Regions from separate parts of the Mus musculus genome. Here all the other regions are linked to region 1. Evidence: chromatin contacts called from public Hi-C and promoter capture Hi-C data. All regions are on one chromosome and are shown on one strand. Each heading gives the region's core, a stretch centred on a gene start, on an enhancer-like site or on the middle of the called end of the contact. The rest is flanking DNA. Distances are from core to core; before and after follow the strand shown.

Evidence for each region. Promoter capture Hi-C pulls out the DNA fragments that hold promoters and counts their contacts. A called contact is a pair of places that touch in the nucleus more often than the background predicts. Capture Hi-C pulls out chosen DNA fragments and counts their contacts.
Region 2: a Hi-C map of bone marrow-derived macrophages shows a contact between it and region 1, with 28 read pairs. The contact joins the enhancer-like site here to the promoter of Tm9sf4 in region 1. A contact is called at or near these places in 16 of 39 promoter capture datasets (the C10 cell line, the HPC-7 cell line, HPC-7-derived erythroid cells and 10 more), 1 of 15 datasets of contacts at CTCF or cohesin (the NIH/3T3 cell line), 5 of 484 Hi-C or Micro-C datasets (the AML12 cell line, ECoMG-derived neutrophils, Th2 cells and 2 more), 13 of 115 datasets of contacts at active chromatin or transcription factors (the 230-238 cell line, DN3 thymocytes, the SCID.adh cell line and 6 more) and 5 of 9 other capture datasets (adipose tissue, embryonic stem cells, liver and 2 more).
Region 3: a contact with region 1 is called in a promoter capture Hi-C map of pre-B cells, with 7 times the contacts expected there. The contact joins the promoter of Xkr7 here to the promoter of Tm9sf4 in region 1. A contact is called at or near these places in 20 of 39 promoter capture datasets (the 3T3-L1 cell line, 3T3-L1-derived adipocytes, the C10 cell line and 13 more), 4 of 115 datasets of contacts at active chromatin or transcription factors (the SCID.adh cell line, embryonic stem cells and large pre-B cells) and 2 of 9 other capture datasets (adipose tissue and liver).
Region 4: a promoter capture Hi-C map of adipose tissue shows a contact between it and region 1. The contact joins the promoter of Pdrg1 here to the promoter of Tm9sf4 in region 1. A contact is called at or near these places in 12 of 39 promoter capture datasets (the 3T3-L1 cell line, 3T3-L1-derived adipocytes, the C10 cell line and 7 more), 2 of 15 datasets of contacts at CTCF or cohesin (the NIH/3T3 cell line and large pre-B cells), 4 of 484 Hi-C or Micro-C datasets (the N1E-115 cell line, cerebellar granule neurons, cerebellum and 1 more), 7 of 115 datasets of contacts at active chromatin or transcription factors (bone marrow-derived macrophages, effector CD8 T cells, embryonic forebrain and 3 more) and 4 of 9 other capture datasets (adipose tissue, liver, macrophages and 1 more).

Annotation. Positions count from the first base shown.
Region 1 is chr2:153,159,455-153,165,640 of GRCm38.p6, reverse strand. It overlaps Tm9sf4 (transmembrane 9 superfamily protein member 4), which reads right to left and starts at 4,340. Exons shown (of 18, transcript NM_133847.3): 1 at 4,070-4,340. The coding sequence starts at 4,084.
Region 2 is chr2:153,315,499-153,322,163 of GRCm38.p6, reverse strand. Kif3b (kinesin family member 3B) reads right to left here. Exons shown (of 9, transcript NM_008444.4): 2 at 4,480-5,947; 3 at 1,788-1,889; 4 at 1,463-1,585; 5 at 1,262-1,380. The coding sequence starts at 5,883. Among named protein-coding and RNA genes, the nearest start is that of 2500004C02Rik, 27 kb to the left of the region's middle. Within about 2 kb of position 2,728, at least 68 of the 459 cell types and tissues checked have an H3K27ac peak or open chromatin away from gene starts, as enhancers often do. A contact at or near this core is called in ECoMG-derived neutrophils, the HPC-7 cell line, adipose tissue and 5 more, where this site is marked.
Region 3 is chr2:153,027,150-153,033,800 of GRCm38.p6, reverse strand. Xkr7 (X-linked Kx blood group related 7) reads right to left here and starts at 1,949. Exons shown (of 3, transcript NM_001011732.1): 1 at 1,203-1,949. The coding sequence starts at 1,786.
Region 4 is chr2:153,013,494-153,020,480 of GRCm38.p6, reverse strand. It overlaps Pdrg1 (p53 and DNA damage regulated 1), which reads left to right and starts at 5,098. Exons shown (of 5, transcript NM_178939.2): 1 at 5,098-5,247; 2 at 6,396-6,471. The coding sequence starts at 5,161.

The sequences.
Region 1 (6,186 bases), core at 3,091-5,590:
ATCTTTAAATGATTTGAGAACTCTGGAGAATATTTAGACTGTATTCAAAATATTCCTAATAACTGCATTTGTTCATATCTCTTGTGTCTGCCAAATTAAAGACGAATATTTTATAATAAACTTTTTACTAGACACACACAAAAAACAACCCCCACACACTGTAAGTTCTCTTTCTATGAACTGAGAAAAGGTAACTCCTCAGAGACACAGAAAAGCAGTGGCTACCAGAGGCTTGAGGGAGCGAAGCCTGGGAACGGCCAGGAGTGATTCTCAGGTCAGTAGGCTGATGAGAATGTTCTGGAATTAAACAGTGATCCTCTAAACACACCCAAAGCCACTCAGCTGTGTGCGTAAGAGAGCTCAGTGTTACAAGTCCTCACTGCTCCTGCAGAGGATCTGGGTTTGCGTCCCTGCACCCAGAAGGTGGCTCTCAACCCTCCGTGACTCCGGTTCTGATGACCTCTGGTTTCCTCAGGCACCGGCATGCACACAGTACACATATATGCATGCAGGCAAACACACATAAAATGTAAAAAGATATTTTATTAAGAAGGTGCAATTTTGTGGTATATGAATCATATTCATAGAGATAAAACCATAATAGAAGCTGATAGTGTGAGGAGATGATATAAGGGAAGTGGAGTATTATATGCCCATGAATGTACTCAATGGGCATTTCCCAAGTTCCATTAAAATACTGCCAAGAGTAGTTTTCTGTAATAAGATATGATGAGTCTGCTTCTCAACTCTGCCCAGCCAGATGAATTCTATGCTGTAACTTTATACAGTGCAGAATCCAGGGCAGAAGGCAAACTCCTGGCTTCCTTTTCCTATGGCCAGAGAAGTTGTACTCTGAAGATTCAGGAAACACTAACTGTGTGCTTAGTAGACCTGGGTAGCATTTGCACAACTCTTAGAGCCATTCATGAATGTAAGCGAGGGAGGGAAAAGCCCTTGCACTGCATACCCACAACTCTAACTTTCAAAGGAAAACAGCCTCCCCACATCACCAGCCTTTTCACACGGCCACCAAGTCCACTAGCTCAGTTCCTTTCTGTATGACTTGCCTCAGAAGTGGATCCACTCCAAATTAGATCTATATGCCCCACCCAAAATGGTTATGAAATAGCTTACATGTATGAGGGGGTGGGAACAGTACTCACTTCTGTGTAGTAATGTGCTTGGCACAAACTAAATTCATACCTACTTGTGACTCCACATACACCTCTGTACAAACTTGCTTCTGTGCCTTTTCACTGAACACGCAGTTTCTTGAGTGCCTTTTAAACTGGGCTCAGTATATAGCACATTCTCCATTCATGCTATCTATCTATCTACCTACCTACCTACCTACCTAAATTTCTCTACATAGTCCTAGCTCTCTGAACTATCTAGACCAGGCTAGCCTTGAACTCACAGAGATCCCTCAGCCTCCCAGGTGCCACATTCTCTATTTATTGAATTGAGTTAAATTGGTTTCCATGGGGCTGGAGAGATGGCTCAGTGGTTAAGAGCACTGACTGCTCTTCCAAAAGTCCTGAGTTCAATTCCCAGCAACCACATGGTGGCTCACAATCATCTGCAACGTGATCTGACGCCCTCTTCTGGTGTGTCTGAAGACAACTACAGTGTACCCATACACATAAACAAAAAATCTTTTTAAAAAACTGGTTTCTGCCGGGCGTGGTGGTGCACGCCTTTAATCCCAGCACTCAAGAGGCAGAGGCAGGTGGATTTCTGAGTTCGAGGCCAGCCTGGTCTACAAAGTGAGTTCCAGGACAGCCAGGGCTATAAAGAGAAACCCTGTCTCGAAAAACAAAAAAACAAAACAAAACAAAAAAAATTGGTTTCTATGGTCTATCTGCACATTAAGAACAAGCTGGCTCCCCTGATATGTTGTCCCAGTAGGGTAGGAGGAAGTGAAGCCAACCTAATAGAAAAATCTATTTCAAAATCCAGTACACAGATTGCTAACCGTGAGCTACACCATGCACCAATCACAAGCACACTTACTTCTAGCAAGTGCGGTTCTTATTTGTCTCTGGTTTCGTCCCTGATTGCTGTTTGCTACGCTACCCTTCCCCATGGTTCCGGTGTTAAAAGTCTTCTATAGATTCCTTAAACATGTCATTCAGCCATCACACTTGCCATTTTCTTTGCCTGGGACATTCTTTGCAAAGCTGGTTTGTTTGTTTGTGTTTTGTCTGTCAGTCCGTCCCAGCTATGATGCCCAGTTACTGCCAATCACCATCCCGTCACCTTGCTACCCTCACAGCATTTAGCAGCACCAGGCAGGTTTCCTGGAATGAGAGTGGGCCCACGAGGGTGGGACCATGACCCTCTGACAGTCATATACCTAGTTCCTGGCAGTCACTGGACATTCAAATATTTGCTGAATGAAGAAACGTACACCAGAAATACATATTGCTAACTTATAAACTCTTAAAAGCTCTGTACAGGGCAGGAATTTCCCTGTGCAGTGCTATAAATGCCACCTTACTAAACTCTCTATGAACAAGAAAGGGTGTGACTTCCTGGCTTCACATTCGCCTTATTCTGAATGTGATAAAGGAGAAAAAGGATTTCAACATCCCACTTTAGGGATTTACCCCTCTTCATGATTCATACTGAAGTCTGTGGCCACAGAAACCAGGGAAAGCTTTGAATCTGCTTTTCCCCTAAACAGAGCCAAATATCGAACTTAGGCTCCTGGGTACGCTCAAGCAAGTGCTCCACAAAAGGGGTTACAATCCGCAAAACCTTGAACATTTTTACCTGATTTCTGGGGTTATAAACAAGGAACCTAATTTAAAAAAAAAAAAAAAAAAGTCAGCCGTCTGCTAACAGGACAGACTCCTTTCATGAATTAACCTGGCCCTGTTTAGAGAAAACCAACATCAAATAACTTAAGCAAGAATTTTCCTTCAGTAGAGTCAAATGTCACAAGCTTTTTCTCTGAGTCTTTCTTGTCATTCACTACCACGATGGAATTAATTTTATCTTCTGAGGCAGCAATGTACAAGACCACCCAGGAAAATTCACTTTCGACTTTTGTTCTCATTTCTTGGCAAACAGAATTTGAGGTGAACTTCTCTTAGAAAATCTGACCTTCAAAAACTTAATTCTGTGGTTGATAAACAGAAGTCAGCTAGTGACTCATCCTTCAGGCACAGGTATATTACCTCCACTCTCATCCACAAAGAGACTTAATTCTAGTCAGCTTCATGATAGTGACCCTTTATCTGTAAGGAGCTGTGTGGAGTGGGAGGGGGATACAGACAGGCAGGGCCAGAGGTGTTTTTAAACGGTAACCCAGGGACCACCTCCATTATAAACACAGGACTGTTTGTGAGACTATAGATTCCTGAGCATGGCCTAAGGTATTGCAATCTTTGGGAGTGATGCTCAGGAAACTATTTAAACATGCCTCCCCACCAACAACCCAAGATCCCCGTGCACAGTGGGGTTTAAGAACCAATCGGATAAAAGCACTTTAGGAGAGACAGATTTTGACAGAAAAGGCAGGAGAAGGGCAGGGCCTGGGGATGGGATGATGGGCATGGGATGCCCTGGTACAGCAGCAATCAAGCGGGATGCGCTATGGGAACCGCTGAGGGTGCAGGTAAGGACAAGGCTCGGGCTGGTGCGAGCAAGGTGGCACCCGCAGACTGGTTAGGCTGATGGGTATGTGGAGAGCTGGGTATGAACGTGAGGAGGAGGAGCGAAGGCAGAAATAACGGGGGCCTCTCGGGAGGAGACAAAGCCTGGAGGGGAAGAAATGGGAAATAGGGGTGACAAGGGGCGGGAACGAAAGCTGAAATGAGAACCGTGAAGGCATGAGCCGAAGTCTTCCTTCCAAGCGGCACCTCCCCTAAAACTCCAGGCCCTGACAAGCCTAGATGCCATGCCAAGGCTAGAGAAAGGGACTTTGTAGAGGCCGACCCAGTCAAGGGTAACCCGAGCAGGGGTTCTGGAGGAGGCTGGGAACCAGGCATGGGGCGCTGGAAGGTCCTGGGCTATCCAGGGGGGCCCTGCTCCAGCTCCGGTTCCCGGAGTCTCCTTCACTCACCATCGCCGCCGCCATCTTGGATCCACGTGTCGGCGTGATGACGTCAGCGGAAGTGGTGCTTCTGTGGTTACGGAGTGTAGCTCCACTAAGGGGACTCCTGGCTTCAGATTCTTCTGTAGTCGCAGTAGTGAGGAGGTAAAAGAAGCTTAATTTCTCCTTGGCAGATTGGCCTTGGCAGTGAGGTCTCTGACTAGGTGAAGAGAACGTACGGTGTAACTATTGGAGCCATATTGACTTCTGGCAGACCCGCTCCTCCGCCTACTCCTTTTGCATTGTGGGTAATGGGGGTGTGTGGAAATAGGCGCGCTCCCTGGATGCTTTCTTTAGTATTGGCAGAAAGAGTCGTTGCCAGGGTTACCCGGGACCTTAATTGTGAAACGGAAAGCATGGTAAACCCTCTCTGACAGCTTCTGATTTAGAGTAATTTGTAATTATATGTTTAAATATTTATTTGACTATAATATAGTCTTACTAATCGGCCGTAATAACTATGAAGGTAGGACTCTGTCTTTCCCTTACACTGCGTTTTTGTCGTCAGTGAAATGGGGCAGAGATTTCTAGATTTTTTTTTTTTTTTTTTTTTTTTGGTTTTCCGAGACAGGCTGGCCTCGAACTCAGAAATCCGCCTGCCTCTGCCTCCCGAGTGCTGGGATTAAAGGCGTGCGCCACCACGCCCAGCTCTAGATTATTTTTATAATTGGCTTATGTTAAGTATCCACTGACACAATCATATAAAGTATTCAATAAATAATTGTCATTATATAACGTATGTACATTCCTTCACACATATGGTAGGTGTCCCAAACAATATGCTTTGTTAAATGAGTGAATGAAAAGCAGAACACTTAGTGAAAGGAGACATTTTTCAATGTGGACTTCTCCATTCTAACTGGCTTAATGTATGACTTGAAGCAAGTCACTTAACCATCTTAAACTTAACTTTCCAGTATTGACTTAAAAGGGTCTGGGGAGGACTCAAAGGATCATAATGGAGAAAGACTGTTTGGTTCATATATACCACTGTAAAGTGTACAAAGAGCCAGTGCGGTCTTCTTAGATGGATCCAAAAAGCTGTTAAGAGAGTAGTAATGAGTTCTGAGGATATAGTTAATTTAGCAGATAGCCTGCCTAATCTTTAGCACTGGGACTTGTAATCCCCAAACTCAGAAGGTCCAGCAAGAAGAGTTCATGGTTATCCTGGGACATGTGAGACCTTGCCTCAGTCATCATCGTTACTATCATCTTTATCATTATCCGTGTTCAGTGGCTCACACTGGTAATTTTTGCGCTCAGGATGCTGAGGAAGGAAGGCATGGTGAGTTCAAGACCATCCTGAGCCATAAAGAGAGCCACGGGCTAAACAGAAAACTCAGCATTGCTTAAGTACTGTGCCAAAACTGGTCTTAAGATTTTTAGTTATCTCTTCTGCACCTTGGCAAGGAACAGCTGAGCTCTGACCACCACTGTGGTCAGTACTGATTACTACCGTGGTGGATTTTTTTCTGCATAAATGTCTACTAACAAGCCTCTCCTTCTTGCATGTTATGAGCATACTGGTTCTCCTGTCAAAAGGTGAATTTTTTTCTCTTGTTGAATGCTGGGGTTAAGTTACTTGCTTTGACCAAATAGAGTGAATTATAAGTGTCTTCCACTTCTGTGTCTAGGCTGTAAGAGGCTTGAAGCTTCTCCTTCCTCCCAAGGATATAAATATGGCTGGGTGTCCTGCTGCATAGACAGGTCTATGTCATTCCTCACAGAGTTCTAGAAACCCCACCTGACAGTTACACATATAAAGGAAATAAGTTTGTGCAGTTCAAACCTAGCAAGCTACTAACTAAATATAGAACATGTGAATATCCTTATTGATATTTGGAACAAAAGAACTACTTGGTTGAGCCTAGTTGATTTAGTATTGGGTTGGATTGTTATGAGTGCTGAAAAACAAACCCATAAATGCCTGGGACCAACACACCATCCCAAAGAGCAGATATATTCCCAAGAGGCACAGAGCTAGAGAAGCAGGATGGATTTACTAGATAGTCTTGTAGTAATTCTGAATTGCAGACTTGTGGCCAGTTCTACTGCAACTTAAGTCCTGGAAGTTTCTTACCACTATG
Region 2 (6,665 bases), core at 1,479-3,978, 160 kb before region 1:
CTGAGAAGAGCATGTATGGAGGTCAGAGAACAACTTTGTGAAAAAAATTCTCTCCTTCCACCTCTCTGTGCATTCTAAGGATCAAACCCAAGTCACCGGGGCTGCACACTGCACACTGCTGAGCTACCTCTGCAGCCCCTCCCCCTGATCGTTTTTAGATTATTTTACATGCATGAGTTTGTTTGTTTGTTTTGCTTGGAACTAGAGTTAGAAATGGTTATAAACCACTATGTGGGTGCTGGGAACCCAGTCTTCTGTAGGAGTAGCAAGTGCTCTTAACTACTGAGTCATCTCTTAAACAGCCTTATGCACATTGAATTTTAATTGCTCTGTTCAAAAGCTAAAACTTGATTAATTAAAAAAAACCTAATCCCAGCATAGGGAGGCAGAGACAGGAGGATCTCTCTTGTGAGTTTGATCTGGTCTACCTAGTAAGCTCTGTATCAGCCAGGGCTACACCATAAGACTGTCTCAGAAAAAAAAAGAAAGAAAGGAAGGAAGGAAGAAAGGAAGGAAGGAAGGAAGGAAGGAAGGAAGGAAGGAAGGAAGGAAGGAAGGAAGGAAGGAGAAAGAAAGAAAGAAAGGAAGAAAGAAAGAAAGAAAGAAAGAAAGATCGATCGATCGATTGATCCAGCATCTTGTTGGCTTATTAGAAACACTAAAATCACCAACAGAGTTGGCTTTTCATTGTTGTTTATTTTAAGACAAGATCTCACTGTGTGGTCTGGGCTAGGCTTGTGATCCTCCTGCCTCAACCTTACAAGTGCTGAGATGACATGCTGTGGCACTCTATCATCTACAGAGCATTAAAACACACTGCTCAGGGGCCAGGGCTCACGGCTCAATAGGAGTGCTTGCGTGGGGCCTTGGGCTTGACCTCCAGCACTGGGGTGATGCCATATAGCATCCAGAGCTCAAGATCAACTGCAGTTACACAACACATCTGATGCCAGACTAGGCTATAGGAAACCGTGTCCATTTCATGAGAACAATGAATGGTCTTAAAGTACTCTGGCTGATGAGTACTCAGATGTCATTAGATCAGGAGAAAAATGTTTACAATAAAGGGGCAAGAAGATGAGGGAGAAGGAACGGGGAGACTCTGTGGTGATCTCACGAAAGTAGGCTGAAATGAAAAAGGACCTTGTCAGGACCAAGCAGGGGACAGTGGGGTGGCTGAGGGTGAGCTGGCAAGCAGGTGGCTTGTCCTCAGGACAGTCACTCCTGAACATGGTAGATGGCAGAGCCTGCAGGTACTCACTTGAGCTTTAGCTCCCGGGTGAGTTCATTCTGCGTCTGCTCCAGCTCCTGGCGCTCTTTGATGTGTTCTTCTTGGAGGTCGTGGATCTCGGCCTTCACGGCCTGAAGCTTGGAAAAGAGCTAGAGCCGAGAGACACAGCTGAGGAAAGGCTGACCAAGGAAGGCGTGCCCCTCCCCCAGGCTCCCAGCACCCATCTCCTACCTTTTTGAGCTTTTTGGTCTTGATGTCTACCTCCTGCTGCAGTGAGGTGTAAGTCTCTTTCAGTTCCAGGGTCTCCTCATCTCGACTCTCCATTTGCTGCTGGATTTCTCTTTCTCGACGTTTCTGAGCAATACCACAAAATCCATCAGCTTGCCCTAGTGACCATGTCTACACACTATGGGCTGGATGCGCCCAGTCGGCTCTGGCTAGCATGGGCTGACAGCTCCTGTCCGTTCCCTCTGGAGCTGCTCTCATCCCACTGCTGACTGCTCTGTGCCCTGATGTCAGTGCACGCCTTCTTCCCCATACAAGAATGCAAGGTTACCTGCTCTGCGATCTCCTGGCGTTTTTGCTCCAGGATCTTCTGCTGTTCGTTTGTATGATCTACTATATTTTTTCCTCCGACAAGCAGCTTACTCTCCATGGCCTGAGTGAGGAACAAAGCAAAATCCATCCTGTGGTCCATCCTACAACATAACCCCTCACAGGAAGACCTAGAGAACAGGCTTATGCCTGGCTAAGCATAATGGTCCATGCCTGTGGTCCCAACATACATATGACTGTAGCTGGAGGATTGCAAGTTACAGGCCAGCCCAGAGGACATATTGAGACCCTGTCCAAAAACAAAAACAAAAAAACAAAAAACAAAAAACAAAGAACCAAAACCTCCCCAAAAACAAACAAGCAAAAAACAGTCTGGGGCTGGGGAGATGGCTCAGTGGGTAAGAGCACTGACTGCTCTTCCATAAAGGTCCTGAGTTCAAATCCCAGCAACCACATGGTAGCCCTAATAAGATCTAATGCCCTCTTCAGGCACATCTGAAGACAGCTACAGTGTACTTATGTATAATAATAAATAAATCTTTAAAAAAAAAAAAAGTCTGGGGGAAAATACATTTGCCTTGCCCATAGCAGGATGGGACCCCATCTGACAACACTGAAGGTCTGGCAGCTTGAAACATATGTGCTTTTCAGGGTTTGGGCTTTTTAACCAAGTCATTTACTGGGTTGTTCATCCACAGCACTAACCCCACTCTACACAAACTAAACATAGCTGGTGTGCTCCAGACCAGAGATACTGCTGGCAGTGAGGACCGTGAGGCTCGGAGCCCACCTAGGGACATAGACAGGTAAACAGGCTTGGACCAGACGCTCTGGGATGCCCTCAGGAGGGAAGTGTGAGGAACTAAGGGGAGAGGCACACTAAAGGGCAAGGAGTCGAGCTCTCAGAGGAAGTTGGGGACAGCTTCCTGTCTGAAGGGACAGCCACACAAAAAGCTGAAGTAAAAATAAAAATCTACTAAGAAAACACTCCTACCCCCATTGTTAGCCCAGGAGTAGGATGCGGAAGTTGACAAAGCCAAGAGAGGTCGGAGCAAAAGCCTCAGATCCCAGTTAGGAAACCAGGCATGGTCCTGAGAGCCTCAGAAAGCATGGACAGGTATGCCAAACAGGAGTGCACAGCCAGACTGCTTTAGGACCACACCCTTGCAACAGGAGGAATTCCTGGATGAGAGCCACGGCTGAAGCCCTGGTGGGAAGCTGTTGTGCAGCAGGGCATGGGCGAAGGAGCAGGATGAGGCAGGACCAAGAGTCCCTGGGACTGAGGGAGCTGGACAGATGGCTCAGTGGTTAAGAGTACTGACTGCTCTTCCAGAGGTCCTGAGTTCAATTCCCATCAACCATGTGGTGGCTCACAACCATCTGTAATGGGATCTGATGCCCTCTTCTGGTGTGTCTGAAGACAGCCTACAGTGTATTCATATTCATAAAATATAAATAATTCTTTTAAAAAACTCACTGTAGAATATAAGGGTACCAGCAATTTCTTGCATGTACATAGTCTCCTGGAGCCAAGCACAAGAATGGTTGCAGGAAACATGGAAATAGCCCACATTAAGAGGAAAGTGGAGCGAACATCACAGAGTATTTGGAGCAGTGATAGTGATGAACACAACCACACAGCAGGCATCAGTACAGGTTCTTAGGGACAGAAGTTTGGTACGAAAAAGCAAACTGCGGTAGCACCTTAAGTAACAGCCCACGTGAAACTAGACAAGCAAGGGAACAACAAACATTGGCTTCCTGATGACTGCCCTTGTGGCTCAAGTGGCAGTGTTTGTCCCACATGCACTTAGGGCTGTGATACTCAGCACCACATAAAACATGCATGGTGGCACATGCCTGTGTTCATTCTTAGCTACTATCAAGTTCAAGGCTATCCTGGGCTACACAACACCCTACCTTAAAAAAAAAATGCCAGGCATAGTACTCTATTGTTGAGTAGGCTAAAACAGGAGCATTGCTGTGACTCAGGGCCAGCCTGGACTACACAGAAAAACCCTGATTCAAAAAAATAAAGAAATATCAAAAAATTTAAAAATACAGATGTTCAAGCCGGGCGTGGTGGAGCAGTCATAGTGATGAACACAACCACACAGCAGCAATCCCAGTACTCGGGAGGCAGAGGCAGGTGGATTTCTGAGTTCGAGGCCAGCCTGGTCTACAAAGTGAGTTCCAGGACAGCCAGGGCTATACAGAGAAACCCTGTCTCGAAAAAACAAACAAAAACAAAAAAACAAAAACAAAAATACAGATGTTCTTAAAGAGAAAGAGAAAAAGAGAGAAAGAGGGGAGGAGGAAGATGAAGGAGGAGAAGGAAGAAGAGGAGGAGGAGGAGAAGAAGAGGAGCAGGTGGTAGAAAAAGAGTTACCCTATTCCTTAATGGAAGCAATAATGCCTGGGCACTGGTTTTCTTGCTGGTCTTCATAAAGTGCACACATACATGACAATTATCATACATGTAATTAGGTTTTGACTTTTATTGGGGACAGGGGTCTCACCCTGTAGCAGGCTGTACTGAACTTATTATATAGGCCTCACAAGAGACCCACCTGCTTCTGCCTCCAGTGTGTGGGGATTAAAGGCAGTTGTCATCATGCCAAGGTCTTACTGTATAATATTTTTGATCTAAGAAAAGGAACTGAAAGGGAAAGGGCTGCGGAAGGGTACAGTACCTTGATTTTGGCACCCAGCATCTCTGCAGCATCCTTCTCTCGCCGCAGGTCCTCCATCTTTTTCTCCTTCTCCTTCAGCAGCCTCATCTTCTCCTCTGCAACCAAGCTGTGGTCCTCTACAATGGCCCGCTTCTCAATCTCCAGTTTTTCTTGCTGTTCCCGCCAGTAATCATCCTTATCATCCCCGTCCTCCTCACCCTCTTCTCCCTCCTCCTCCTCCTCTTCCCCACCCCCACCACTGCCACCACCTTCCCTCCGCTTCTCTCGCCTCTTCCTCCTGCCAATGGAACGTTTTTCCAGCTGGGCCTTGAGCCGAGCAATTTCTTCTTGGAATTCTCGAAGCAGAGCATCCTTTGGGTCCTCATTGACCCTTGGCTTGTTCTTAATGTTTTTGGCACGGTTGGCATATCTCAGAGTGGTCAGGGTCTCTTCTACATTGTAAGAGGCAGGCCCCACATTGGCTACCATCACAGTTTTGGCATTGCCACCAAGGGAATCTTGGAGAAGCCTGGTCAGCTTTGAGTCTCTATATGGAATATGGGTGCTTTTGCCATCTACAAGGGCAGAGATAACATTACCCAAGGCGGAAAGGGACAGGTTGATCTTGGTGGCTTCCTTCAGTCTTTCCCCTTGAGCTCCAGTCTTGGCTTGCCGCTCACTGCCAGCAAGATCTACAAGATTCAGCTTTCCTACCCGGATGTGGTTTTCACCATCCAGGCCCACCTCGCTGCATTCAATAGTGATAACAAAGATTGCATGCGACCGTGAGCTGTGCTCATTCATGTTTGTAGCACCGACAGACCGGTTCTGGTTTCCCACATTCATCACATGCTCTATCTCCTTCACACTCTTCGTGACAAAAGAAGACAAATCCTTTACATACACTCCTGTATCTGGTCTCTCTTTGAGCTCTAGCCTTTTGGTCTGATCCTTTGAAAGCAAGTCTCGAATCTCTTCTTGATAGATCTCTAAGTAAGACGCCCGGACCAGGTACTGCTGATTCTGAGATCGAGAGATGTGGGTGAAGATGTGATCAAAGGAGTTGGGGATGACCCCTCTTTTTTCAGGGTCACCACGAACTCCCTCCATGGTATAGGTTTTCCCAGTTCCTGTTTGTCCATAGGCAAAAATTGTGCCATTGAAACCCTGCAGCACAGAGTCCACGAGTGGTCGGAACGTCTCATCATAGAGCTCAAACTGCTTGGCGTTCCAATCATACACAGCGTCGAAGGTGAAGGTCTTGGGCATCTCATGGGATGTGCCTTTGGGGTTCTTCACAGACACCTGCCCCAGCTTCACATCCACATCTACCACCTTGTCATAAGATGCAGCCTTTTCTTTGCCATTCATGGGCCGACAGCGGACCACCACCCGGACTGATTCTGAGCTTTTTAACTTGGACATGATGAACTCTGACCAGTTTAGCCTCAAGGGCTACAAATCCAAAATGGCTCAGGATGCTAAGGTTCTAGAAAAAAGACAAAAGTAGTGAGCATGGTACACTTGTTACTAGGGTCTGCCTGACAGCAGTGGGCACACAATCTTTACCCGAAGGTTTGCTGGTAGCCATATTTAGTTACTCTGGTACACTAGGCATTTCTTCTGGGACTTTAGCCAGCTTCAGCAGTAAAGACTCCGGTCCACTAAGATTAATTTGTATTCACCCTCAATCAATATTTGATTTTATACTACAGGATGCTTTTATCTTTTCTTTTTTTAGAGAAAGGATTATAAGTGATAGGATCACAAGCATGAACTATCACACCTTTGTTTTTATTGCCACTGTTGGGTTGTTTTTTTTTTCTTTTCTTTTTAAGATTTTTTTAGTTTTCAAGACAGGGTCTCTCAATGTATCCTTGACTGTCCTAAAACTCACTCTGTAGAGCAGGCTGTCCTGGAACTCAGAGATCTGCCAGCCTCTACCTCTTAAGTGCTGGGATTAAAGGGCGTGTGTCTCCCTCACTCCCTCCCTCCCCCACTCCAGAGGACTGACTTTACTTTTAAGTTATGTGTATGTGTGTTTCTGTGTGGAAAGGTGCACAACTGCAGACCCCACAGAGGCCAGAAGAGGCTGTAATCCCCTGAAGCTGTGGTTACAGATTGCTCTGAGCCACCTGACAGGGGTACTGGAAACTGAACTTTGCTTTGTTGGAAGAGCATCAAGCATTCTTAAGCACTGACCCACC
Region 3 (6,651 bases), core at 700-3,199, 130 kb after region 1:
AGATGGGGAAACTAAGGCAGAGAGAGAGCCAACAGAATAACAAGGGTGACACAGAGCAAGTGAGCAGCTGGGGCAAACACCAGGGGTCCAGTGTCCAATGCTCAGCTCAGAACAAAGTCTTCTGACTTAGGCAGAATCCATTCAAATGCAACAGAGTAAATAACCATCTTCTATATCTGAAGAGTGGCTTTCCCTGTGCTTTCCACACCTCCGTTATAATCGCGGTAATCCCTGACATTCCCAAAATATGTTCCAGTCTCCAGAGTCCCCACACAGACCTCCTCTTGCCTGCTCATCCCAACATGTTTAAAAAAAAAACAAAACAAAACAGTAAGCCAGCAAGATGAGAAGAGCAGAGATTCCTCTCATTTCACAGGTGAGAGAACAGACTTGGAGGGAGGAGGAGGTGTGCCTAAGATCACACAGTAAGCAAACCCATTTTGTCACCGCAGAGTACAGCCCAAGGAACTAGAGTAATCCTGATTTGAGAGGAGCTGTGGTTTAGAATTCCCCCTCTCTCCAATTACCTCAGCCCAGCAGGCACCCTACTTGCTGGCAAAGGATGAAGCCTGCAAGTGAACAGTTTGAATGAAGCCTCAGCATCCGGTCTGAAGACTAAGGGTCAGCCAGTAGCCATCTAGTGTCAGAGTCAAGATTCCAAATCTCCTTGGTCCCTTTTGGGGGATGGGACGGCACTGTGGAGCTCCTTAGGAAGTAGGAGCTAACCAGTGCTGAATTGGGTTCACCCCAGGCCCTTTCTCTACAAAACCAGAAAGTTTGGGCGGGATAGTCATTTAGCTGCCTTTTCCAGGATGTTGGGGTGGGCTGCAATTCTAAACTGAGTGCCTGTGAGTGGTAGGGAGGACTTCTGAGTGGTTTCCTAAGTCGAGGCTTGGTACCTGGACATGGGGGAAGGGTCAGGACTGGAAGGATCGCTGTGGTCCTGTTCCAAGTGTCCCCTTGTTCTCTGCATACATCACTCAGAATCTCTGACCCCATCTTGCCCCATTAGCCAGATCAAAGCTATGGTTCCAACAGAGTTTTGCAGAGGTGAGGAGCTGACTGCAAAGAAATGAGAGCGGCAATGGAGTGGGTCGGGGTGAGGGTCAGGACAGGAGCAGGGCGGGCTAGAAAGGCCAGAGCAGATCTGGGGCGGCATCCCACTCCCAGACTCAAGCTTCCTTCACCTGCTCTTTTCCTACCTCCAGACCTGGCCGAGTTGCAGGAGGTGAACGAGGGTCTGCAGTAGCCAGACGCAGAGGCGGCAGCAGCGGCGGCGGTAGGTGCCGGCCGAGGATGGTGCGGGCCGGGGGACCAGCTCCGCGCTACCTTCTTTGGTCCGGAAGGCGACAGCACTGTCCTTGGTGCTGATGGCGGCTCCGACTATGTCGCTGTCCTTGGTGCTGACGGCGGGTCCCGGGGTCCCCGCGGGCTCCGAGTAGTCGTAGACGAACCAGCGGAAGCTGAGCAGCTGCACGACCAGTGAGGGCAGCAGCACGAAGAGCAGGGTGAGGCCGAAGTAGGTGCTCTGACCCTGCAGGTAGTAGGAGGCCGCCAGCCACAGGTCGGTGGCGCCGTCGGAGAAGAACACGAGCAGCGCGCACAGCACCCAGCAGCAGTCCCGCAGCTCGTAGCGTGGCCCCGGGCACCCCGCCTCCACCGGTCCCGGGCCCGCGATCCCCGCCGCAGCCTCCCCGCGCCCTCCCGCCCCGCCCCGATCTGCTCCCGCCGGCCCCTCGGGCCCCGGGCCGGCCACGGCCGCCGCTCCATCCGACTTCGCGGCCATGTTGGCGGAGCAGGAGGCGGGGAGCGACTTCCGGGCGGCGGAGCGGGTGGGGTGCGGAGTGGGGAGGACCCTGCGCGGGCGGCTCCCGCCTCCCGCTCTTCCTCCGCCGCTCCTCTTCCTCCTCCCCTCTACCTCAATTATTCATCCTTGCCGGCGCCGCCCCGCCCGGGCTCCGGCCTGGATGTGGGCCGCCCCCTGGGAAGGGAGGGGGCCGGGGTGGGGAGAGCATCCCAGGTCACCCTCGCATGGCTTCCTCGGAGGCGTGGGGCCCAACCACATGCTTTCTGCCTCTGGCCTCCCCCTTTGACTGCCCCCGCCCTATCCTCTCCTTTTCCATTGATCTCCTGTGGTACCTCCGGTGGTTTGGGTCTTGCAATGTCCCAGGAGGGTGGGAGGCCGAGGTCTGAGAATAAAAGGACAGGGGTGGGGGCAGCTGCTTGGGCACCTGCCATAACCCGTTAGCAGTCACTCCTTCCAACGCCACTTCCTAGTTCCCCCGTGTTCACTTATTGTTTCATCCCCTCCTTTGATCTTGAGAGATCTCTTTTCTCATTGTCTTTTTCAAGCTGAGAAACTGCGGTTCTCTGAGTTGCGGTCTCTCGGTCTCTCGATCACCTTTCTTTTAGGAACCGCGTTCATCTGGCCACTAGCCTGATTAGGCAAGGCAGAGGAAAGGGATGGGAGGGAACCCCTTGGGAAGGAAAGAGCAAGTGCAAACAGCTACTCCCATCACCACTGGAGGCCACATTTTCTAGGATGTCCGGAAGAGGGGGTGGGGGTGCAGAACGATAAAACTGGCGATTTCCGATGGATTGGACCCTGAAGGGCCAGAAGGTGACAACGGGGGCACCTGCTGCAGAATGTCAGCTGAGGAGTTAGGTGGCTAGGTCAGGATTTAGCAAGAAGACTTGGCAGCCAAAGTGGAGCAGGGATCACAAAGCAGCAGCCTGGAACTGGAGAGAACAGAGGAACATTATAAACACAGTCCATGAGAGGAGCTAGGGGTCTCTCATGTGCCTGAGTACTCCCACACAACTACACCTTGGCTTGGATGGGATATCCTAGGACACTGAACCATTTCTTTGTCATTATTCTAAGCAATGAGGAATCGCTAATCATTTTAGTCTCACAATTTATATGGTCTATATTGTTCTGCCCATTCTATAGATGAGAAAACATAGAGTCAAAAGATACATTTAGTGGCTTAAAATCACATAGTGTTAGAAACAAATTCAAACGTGGCTCTCGAATAGGCTTTGAAAACTCAAGGGAGTGAGGAAGAGTGAGGAGGGGAGGAAGTGAGGTGGAAGGACCACCCTGCCTCAGAGTGACAGGGAAGATAGAAGAGACAGCTGCCCTGGGCTGGGTGGAGCAGCCATCTGCTGTCCTGCAGCCTGGCTTCCCTTTCGTGTCCAGGGACCGTTTTGGTCTCAGTGATGCTTGGGAGGTTGGGGTACCAGCTGTTGCCTAAAGCTAAAAGCAGAGGGGAGGTGTTAAGGGCTAAGGGAGTTTTCCAAGGTGGATTGGAGGCCAGCAGCCCATGTTTAGGCTGTCAGGAGGCTAGAGGTTTCAGTCAGAAAGACTCATCACTCCTAAAGAAGCCAATCTAATATATATAGAACCTTAAGTGGGGTCAGAGAGTCGGCCTGGCTCCTGACACCCCATTGTTAGTCCTTAGAGGTCTGTATCGATGACTTCACAGGTGCTTGCTCGGATGGGACCCGCAAAGATAGGATCCCACCTCTGGGTCCTAACTAAATGGAAGCCTCCATATATCCCATAAACAGTTTGATAACTGCAGTAGCAGAAATCAGGCTGTACAGTCTGATGCTCTGATGCCAGAAAAAAAAAAAAGAAATCTGTGTTGAACACCTATAGTCTTTGCATGATTCCACAGCTTTGGGTAAACCACTCAGTTTTTCTTGGCTTCATAGAACAACAAAATAAAGGATACACCATGCCTTCCTGCTAGCACAACAGTGAGGACAACTATTAATGGGATGTTTTAAGAGGGTCTTCCCACAGAAGCCCTGCTTCCTGACCCTCAGGAATGTTCCCCAATGCTCTGGTTATCGCTGCCACAGCACCCTGGCCTTTCCTTTCTTCACACTGACACACCAGCAAGCAGTTTATCTTCGCATGTGTGAGTGTTTAGAGATGCCTGGGGTCTTCCTGAGGGAAACTCACCTACTTTTCCTTACCCTGAGACTTTCTAGTGCTCGGTGCTAGGTCTGGTACTCAGTTGGTAGCCTATGAAAATATGAAGATAGCCTTATATAACTCTAGATAATAGTATTTTAAAATAAAAGAAATAAAAGCCGGGCAGTGGTGGGACACACGTTTAATCCCAGCACTTGGGAGGCAGCAGCAGATAGATCTCTATGAGTTTGAGACCAGCCTGGTCTACAGAGCAAATTCTAGGACAACCAAGGCTGCAGGAGAAACCCTGTCTCAAATAAAATAAAATAAAATAAAATAAAATAAAGAAAACAAACAAACATCATCTAATGAGACCCAGGCATTGTGACAAACACCTGTGATCCTAGCACTTAGGGTAAGGAGCAGGGGTGAAGCAAGAGAGTTGTTGTGAATCCAAGGCTATTCTGGGGTTCATAGTGGGCAGCAGACCAATCCGAGCTACATAGCATGACCCTGTATCAAAAACAAACGAACAACTTTAAACCCCCTCCAGAACATTGGACAACTTAATGAATGAGTAAGCGATGAACTCAGAGAAACAGTGACCTTCTTATTCCCAGTCATAAAAGTAACCTGCTCAACAGAAGCAATGGCTTGTGAGCCTCACAGTGTTGGTGACTCTAAGTGACAACACTGCTGCTAGTTGTTATTTACAAACTGGGCCACCAAAGAAATGGCGGCTCAAGGTCATTTCTTAGGAAGTAGCAACATTGGCATTCAAGAGCCCTGTACAGTTTGAGCGACTAGACCAGATGAAGTGACACAGAGGAAGGGCTTTCTGGGAGATCTGAAGCATGGGTCTGGTGCGGGGTTAACCTACGGATCAAGGATGCTGTAGAGAGGATTCTGTCTGACAGGGAGGTTTATAAGGCTGTGTTCAGATGGCAGCATATTGAGTTTCAGATATTGTGAATGGAACCCAGAGACAAGATACTATGTTTCAGAGGCAGCTGGGTGGGGCTGGGGAAAGCTTGGGCAAAGACTCTACCGTGGGGCTGATCTAGGTGCAGTCAACTGGTCCGAGTCTGCTGGTGTGGAGGGAGGTGAACCATAGCTGGTCAGAGCTGGACAGTCCCTTTGAGAGCTCACCCAATTCCTTGGGCCTCTCTCACTTCACAGATGGGAACCCTGGAGCCCAGAGAGATAACCTAAGTTAGCCAGTGGCAAAAGTAAATCTGGAGCCTTTCCCTAGCCCCCAGAGACATGATGGTCCCTAAGCTATGTGGGGAATTGCTTTTAGGAATCAGCCTTGCCACCTTTCCTTACTTGACCTTGGATGCCACAAAATAAATAAATTGTAATACATTTTTTTTTTAAAGAAGCCGGGCGTGGTGGCACACGCCTTTAATCCCAGCACTTGGGAGGCAGAGGCAGGCAGATTTCTGAGATCGAGGCCAGCCTGGTCTACAGAGTGAGTTCCAGGAAAGCCAGGGCTGGCTACACAGAGAAACTCTGTCTGGAAAAACCAAAAAAAAAAAAAAAAAAAAAAAAGAAACCTTGGAATTACATAATAAAGATTGCTTAAGAGGACACTGGGAATTGGGCATAAGGATGGAAGGGGAAATTCATTATTTGTTGTGTACATAATTTTGCAGTCATGTGAATGTATTTTCTTATTAATAAAATAAAACTATAATGGGGACAGCTGCTATGTAAATCTGGCCGGATGTTACAACACAGGCTTAGGTATTAGTGAGGTCAGATTATTCAAGAGAAGACAGAAACTTCAATTTTACTGTAAAATTTTCTGAATTTTAGACATCGGCTCTAGGTTTCTTCAAACACGTTTCTGCTTAGTAAATTAGCCAGTGGGGCAGATGTGGCCAATCTTCTGCCTCAGCCCTGATGACTTTCTGCCCCTGGCCTGGAGCTCTCAGCACTCCAGGTTTTTCTTATGTGGGCAGCTGCAGGATGAAAATTGCCTCCTTATGCCTCTCTCTTGACACCCTTCAATCCCTGCCCCTTGGGGCTGTGACACTAAGGGCTTTTAACTCAAGCTCTAGAAGGCAGAGAGAGGCTGTGAACTCTCAGATAATTCTCTCCCCTGGGATGCTGTAGGCATCAAGGCTCACTTGCCTCCCGCCGTACACCCATCTGTCCCTCGGAAATGGGGGCAGGAGTGAGGCTGGCATAGAGGGGATGGAAAGGGCTCACACCACAGGGCTCTGGTCAACCTTGTGAGGATCAGATCCAAGAGGGGAAACCCAAGAGACGTCAGAAAAGAAGAGCCAGCCATACACAGTTGGTGAATGTTGAGGTAACTCACCAAGTTCCAAATCCTGGGGTAACCAAGTTCCAGTCCCAGCAAGACCTTTAAGGACTATCTCCTTCAACACCTTTGGATAGATAGGGAGACAAACTTGTCCCAGCCCCATTCCCCACCTCAAGACCTAGTTACACTTTCCTGGCTGACTGGCTGACCGAGCCTCCTCCCTGGGCTCTCTGCACACCTCCCTCATTGCTGAGGCCCAATCTCTACCCTGAGCCAGAGAAAGCTCCTAACAAGGAAATGTGATCAGACCTCATGTCCACCGAGTGCCTTCCGACTCTTCCCTAACTGTGGACAGTCCTCAGCCTTGTGAGCATCTCTGTCCTGCCCATCTCTCCTTTCCCTCATCAGCTTCATCTCTTACCGTCTTCCTCTCATTCACCCTGTTCCAGCCACA
Region 4 (6,987 bases), core at 3,849-6,348, 150 kb after region 1:
GGAGAGGGAGGAGCAGGGGACCACCCAGGCCAGCAACTCACATTCAGGGCGAGCGCAGGGGTGTGGGCACCTGGACTAGCCATGGACCCGAGCTGGTGAGGCAGCCACCCAAGCTGTTTGAAGCATTCGGACACTGATACAGAGCTCTGCTGTGCTCTCCACCCCCAATGCAGCTGCAGCTGGTCACCTCTTTAAGGGTTAGGTATCAAGCTCCCACCCCTAACAATGCACCCATCACAGTTCAGATGACCACTTGCCCTCCTCAGCCTACCATCCCACCAGAGTCAGGGAAGGGTCCTCTCCCAGGCTGACCTCATCATGTCCATGGTTGCTCAAAACCCTCCAGAGTGGCTCATCCATCATTTCCTTCATCGACAGTGCCTGGTAGGCTGTGCCTCTTCCTGCTCCCAACCTTAGCATCTCAGCACAGGGTTACAGTTCTGATTCGTCACCTCACTCATTCATCAGAATCCTTGCTGAGCATCTACTCTGAGCCACATACTGTTCTGGGACTTATCAGTAGTTCACGGCCTCCCAAAGTCTCCTTTCTGGCTCAGGGAGATGGACAGATGACACCCTAAGTAAAGTAGAGCACACAGGACAAAGGAGTAGAGAAAACTGTCTAGGAGTGCTGGCAAGAATGGGGTACCCCACCCCACCTTCTCTGTATCCCAGACTGGCCTTGAATTCTTCATGATCCTCCTGCCTCAGCCTCCTGAGTGCTGGGACTATATGACCATCTTCAAAAACAAAACAATACCTCTTGACTTCTGTTACAGTGGTGGTGGGTGGGTCATCTGGGGTAGGCTAAGGAGTGAGCGATACTCATGGAGGGTTTTAAAGCATGAAGCAATCAGGGAGACAGACAGAAGTCCATTATGGCTGTGATCTCAGCCAGAGGCACAGATGGCAGCTTCATCTGCCTGCTGCTTGGGGGGGGGGGCTCCATCTGTAAGCTAGACATGGATGCACTGACCCCCACCCCTCACCTCATTCAAAAAGACAGGCCTCCAAGTCCCAAATGATGGCCTTAGCTAGGAAGGCAGGTTCATCATCGGAATGGCTGCAGTAGCCTGAGGACCATACTTCCCGAGGAGAGTTGTGGGTGCTATCATTGAACATACAGAGATTCCAAGGGATGGGGAGAACACTATTGCTATTGGCTGCAGTCCACAAACACCAAGACTGAAGAGTCATACCCCTAAATTGATGTGGTTCAAATTGGGGGTAGACCTCAGTGTGACCGGGTGAAACCTTTAGATTAAGAAAGAACAAAAGAAGGCTGGGCGAAGGTGGTGAACACCTTTAATCCCAGCATTTGGGAGACAGAGACAGACAGATCTCTGAGTTTGAGGCAAGAGCAAGTTCCAGGTCAGCCATGGCTACACAGAGAAACCCTGTCTCCAAAACAAAACAAGAAGGAGGAAGATAGTTATTCTCTTAGAGCTTTAATTGCCTCCACAATATACCAGCCATGTGGCCACCCAGCCTGGACTTAACAGCTGGGTTAGCAAACTAGTTACCTTGAGCTGGCTCTGCTCATCTACCATATGCCAGGGTTCAGAAAGTCCACCCTCACATTCATCCCACAATCACCGACTGAGTCTTGGTCTAGAGATACAGCAGTGAACTGAACAGCCAAGGTCCTGCCAGGGCAAACTTCGCTGTCATCTCAAAGGGAATAAGAGAGTTTATTCTGAGCCACCAAATATGAGAGTTCATTGCCCCAAACACAGACTCAGATGAGACCACTCCACTGTGGACAAAAGTTCCGTGAGTTATTCTGTTGTTTGCTTGTCTCTGAGACAGGGTCTCACAATACCAACCCGGCTGGCCCAGAAAACTCTGTGCTTTCTAGGACAGATTTGAACTCACAGAGTGCTGAAATTAAAGGCAGGAGCCACCAAGCCCAGCCCAGGTTACATGAGCTCTTACTAGTCATAGAACAAAACAAAGGTAAAATTCAATCTATGTGTTAAATATGTTGGTGGGACTGAAGTTAGACAAGGAAATGCAAAATGGGAAAAGCTTTTACAGGGTTTAGATGCTATCTGCTGGCATCCTTAGCAGTTGGGTGGTGTGGTACCTTCTGGTCTACTTAAAATATATTTCAAAGGTTTTTACCTGATAGCCAAACAAATAAAATAAAATAAAATAAAATAAAATAAGGTAACAGAGGTGGGCAAGGAATGGCTAGGAAGGGGAACAGAGACAGCACAGGATAGTCCAGTTCTGAATCTGCAACATTCCAACTCTCTACAATCACAGAGCTTGAATCAGTCAATCAATTCTTTAAAGTAGGTATGACTTCTCTCTGGTAACTTCCATTCACAAACTCCATTTCAAGAAGCTAATGCTCAGGAAGGGGGAGAGAGAGAGAGAGAGAGAGAGAGAGAGAGAGAGAGAGAGAGAGAGAGAGAGAGAGATGCAGAGGTGGGGACATACAACACAGAGGGGAGATATGACAAATGGAGATGTGTTATGGCTGTAGTATCAAAGGGGCTGGCAGAAAATCAAACCAGGCTAAGGGCTAGTGTGTGCAAATGTCCTGAGAATCCCCACAGCCCCTTGGTCCAGCGACCCTTCTCTTATGTGGATGGATGCAGCAGCCCCACATGAGGAGCATCACTGGCAACCCCACAGAGAAGTAAAGATGCGGGGGATGAGGTCACTCATCCCTCCCTTTGCTTCCTAGGGCTTCATTCCACTGACAACCTTACCTGGTACCTGCCACTGACCCTGCCTCAGTGAGCAGAGACAGGTCACAGGTCACAGGTCTGGATCAGGGTCATTGCACTTGCTGTGTCCTCTACCTGCAATGCTGTCTCACCTCACCCAAATACCCTCATGGCTCACCCCCTTACCTCCTCCCCATGTCTGTTCCAGTGCCACCTCTTCAGAGAAGCCCTCCCTAACTACCTTATCCCAAACGGTTCCTGCATCTCTCCCTGTCCACCTTGCATCACTGGGGAACCTGTCAACACTTATCTACACTTGACTCGGGATGCATTTGGTTATAGCCCTGCCAATGGTCCTCTCCCCTGCTTCCCCAGCCCGAAGGCAGGCATCACACCCGGCTCTGCTCACAGTAAACTCATGAATCTCTAAGCCTGGGAAATTGCTACATTTTTGTGACATGAATAGTTAGGTAATATCAGAGATATCCCAGAGTTCACAATCTGTTCATTTTGACCCTTGGGGATATGTGTGACCTTCTCTGCAATATCCAATGACCAGATGTGGCCCCGAGGGTCAGTCGGAGCCAAGAAATTTAACATGGAACCTTTCTTAACTTCTCTCCATGCAGGACCACCCAGCAGGGGTCAGAGGTGTCCGTTTTTCCAGCCATCTTTGGCCCCAAGGTGGAGAGACGATGCAGGACTAGGGTCCAGGCCCCAGGGATTCCTGGAAGACTCATTTTTCCTTTGGCAAATACCCCCACTTCTTTCACAGGGCTTGTGCCTTCATTTCTGAACCAGAAGGTGTTTACACAAAACATCCTGGGTTTGGCGACAAATTCACCCTCTATGAGGAATCCTTAATGAAGCTTCCTCCATCCCCACACCACGCAGCTGCAGAGAAAACTGTCTGTCTCTAGTAATTGAAGGTAGCCCAAAGCCAGACAAGAAAGAGGTGTTTCCAGGCTTCGTGAGGCACAGTTTGTCAATGTCCATAGATAGTTGTGAAAAAGAGACCAGCACCCTCCACCCCGGGGAATTTGTGACTGATTAGCCCTTCTCTCAGCCTCAGCCTGCAGCTATAAAACTAAACAGGCATAATCCTGTGAGAAAAAAAAAGTGTCCGTGAAATTCAAGTGAGGCAAAGAATATGAATGGGCTAAGTTTCCCAGAGTCCAAAAAAGGAGACTAAAAAGTGAACCTCAGAGTTAGGCCTTAGGGGAGGTGGCTCCGTGAATGAAGAGTGTTCACTTTGCAAGAATAAGGATCTGAGTTTGAATCTCAAGCGCCTACAGAAAAACCCAGACATGGCTGTGTGAGCAGCAACAAACAGCGACAGGCAGATCCAGAGAGCTCAATGTCTAGCAAGCCTAGCCCAAAAGTGAGCTTCTGTTTCAAGGAGAGGCTCTATTTCAAGACAATAAGGTGAGAATATCAGGGAGAGACAGACACCTGACACCCTAATCTGTCTGGCCTCTGCTTGTGTCTGCAGGAGCACAGAGCACCCTTACACGCATGCAACACACACACACACACACACACACACACACACACACACCACACAAGAAAATAGATGAGATATAGCTCAGTGGTAGAGCGTGGTGTTTGAGAGGCACTGGGGTAATTCCAGTTTCGCACACGGAAAAACAAAAGAGGATTGGTGAGGCAGAAACTCCCAGGCCCAGCGTCTGAGCCTCCAGCTTTGCAACATTGGGGGACCCCTCCGGTTCTGTCAGGCAGTCACCACACACACACACACACACACACACACACACACACACACGCCTCCTCTGGGAAGTCCTGGATCCTAATTCACTCTTACGCTCTTACTGACACTCCACTGCTCCCCTGGACAGTTTCCAGCTCCTTCTGTGAATCTCGGCTTGCTACTGTGGACATTAGATTCAACAAATGCTGCAGCCAGATGCAATTTAAAATAATTACTGCTTCCTTTCCATCTTCCGGGGAGAAAGAGAGAGAGTGAGGGGAATTTCTATCACCCATTATTTACAAACTGGAAGCTGAAAACGTCGTGGATTAAAATATGAGTCTGTCTGCCACACTCAGTTTCTGGGCGTCGTTAAACCGGGACTTTATGATCTCTGTGTCTCCAAATCCCTTATCACTACCTTCCATAATGTGTAATTATTTTGCCTTCAGTGTTCGTTGTTTTCCAATGGGACGACGTTCCTAGAGTCGGGATGTTTTATTTGCAGCCGCGTTCCTGACACCCAATCTGGTATGTAGTGGATGCCCAGGAACCCTTTGAAGGGAGGGAAATGGACAGTGCGTTGTGTTGCTCCTTCAGAGCCTGTAGGGGGCGCACCTGCCCCGCTCCCAAAGCCTACCCCGCCCCTCTGGAGCCCCGCTGCGGCGCTTGCTCTTTTCACTGCGCAGGCGTGCCGGAAGTCCCAGAACAGCGCGTGCGCGGAAGGAGCCAAGGTGAAGTTGTAGCAGTGTGTCAGAAGAGGTGCGTGGCACCATGCTGTCCCCCGAGGCGGAGCGGGTGCTGCGGTACCTGGTCGAAGTAGAGGAGTTGGCCGAGGCCGTGCTGTCGGACAAGCGGCAGGTGAGAGACGTGGCGGCTGCGAGCGCGTAAGTGCGCGGGGTGGCAGGGAGCTCACCCGGTCTTCCGGCGTCACTGGTCCCAGCGGCCTGGCGCGGAGCGAGCACTGGTTCTGTGCTGGATAGTCGCCTTCCTTTCACCCTGCCCGGTCATTGCTGGTCTCCTGGATTCTCACTGTCTGCGGGAGGCTCCCCTGACACCACTTTCCAAACGCAGTCCCTGGCCCATCGTGAATCAGGTTACTGAGACATGGGCGGCATGTGTCTGGGCAATGCGCTGGGGTGTGTGGGTGTGATGTGTGGGTGTGTGGGTGTCGGGCGCGGGGGTGAGGGGTTGAGGGCCTCGTAGATCCGAAAGGGGTGCTTGGTTCTGTTTCTGTGGTAAGTGGTTAGTCCCTAAAGGGAGTTCGTGCTGGGGATCGGTTGCTTTAGACTCTAAACTTTAGAGGGCTTACTGTGTTGTCTAGGTTAGCCTTGAACAATCCGTGGTCTATCCTTGTCAGTCTCCTGAGTTCTGGGATTATAGGCGTGCATTTGGATGTTAAATGCCTCTCTCTGGCTGCTTCCTAGAGAGCGGGGAACCATTCAGGTGATCCCGATGGTCTAGAGTTAGACCAGATGGTAGTGATGGGGCGAGACATATACTTGATATATTTGATGGTCTTCAAACGCTGTCATAATGGCCATAATGGTTCTTTGTGGTCTATATTTGAGAAGGCTTGGTGGTTCACTAGCTGCGGCCCCAGATGTCACCTCTTGAGTAGTTAGCTGTCATAGTGGTACCATGCCACAGCTGTTCCAGTCCAGTATGGTTGAGTGTCTGGTGAGACTGTCAGAGTTACCTAACAAGAGTGTGTCAGTAGTCACTGTCTAGAGAAGACACTCAGCTCACTCCCTGGTGACTCTGGTACACTCTCAAGGTTGACTGGATGACACAAAATGATTCAATCTGCAGGCATTTTCCTAGCACCTTCTCTGGAGGAAGGAGGTTTGTGTCGAAGCAGAGGAGCTGGAAGCTGAGTGGGTAAAGAAGCACCTTCCCACCTGAGTCCTCCATGTTAGGCAAGACCTTGGAACTTAGCCAGAAATGATACCTTGTCTCTTCAGATTGGGGCTGGAGGCAGCTGAGTCCCCATCTGCTCCTGTTTTCAGATTGTAGACCTGGACACCAAGAGGAATCAGAACCGAGAGGGCCTGAGGGCCCTACAGAAGGACCTGAGTGTCTCTGGTAAGTTGCGACATCCTTACTGAAGCCCTGGAAGCCGGTTCAGTTGTCTTCTGAAGGACTTCATTATCCCTGGTAAAAACCAGGCAGGAGGCTGGGACTGTGTGACTCACCCTCGTGGGAAACTTAGACAGCTTGAGGAGAAGAGCGAGCGAGCGAGCGTTGCAGGTCAGACATATGCTGTGACTCAGAATTTTAGATGCTCACTTCAGTGACAGGCCATTAGCTCCTCACTCACTGATGGCAGATGCAGAGAGTGCTCACCGCACATAAAAGCAATAGTTCTGCCCTTATGTTCCACACGAGGAAAGCAGCACAAACACATAACTGAAAATTGTGAGAAAGCTAAAGATGGAGTTGGCCATGGGTGGGTGTCGAGACTGTCTTGGAGGGAAGAGATGGGGCTCAGTAGATGAGGCCAGGTGGCTGCTGTGGCTGGTGGCATGAGCAAGTCAAGCCATGCCATGTCCCACTAAGGGGACAACATGAAGCATTTCTGGAAAGGTGGGCAGCATTCCG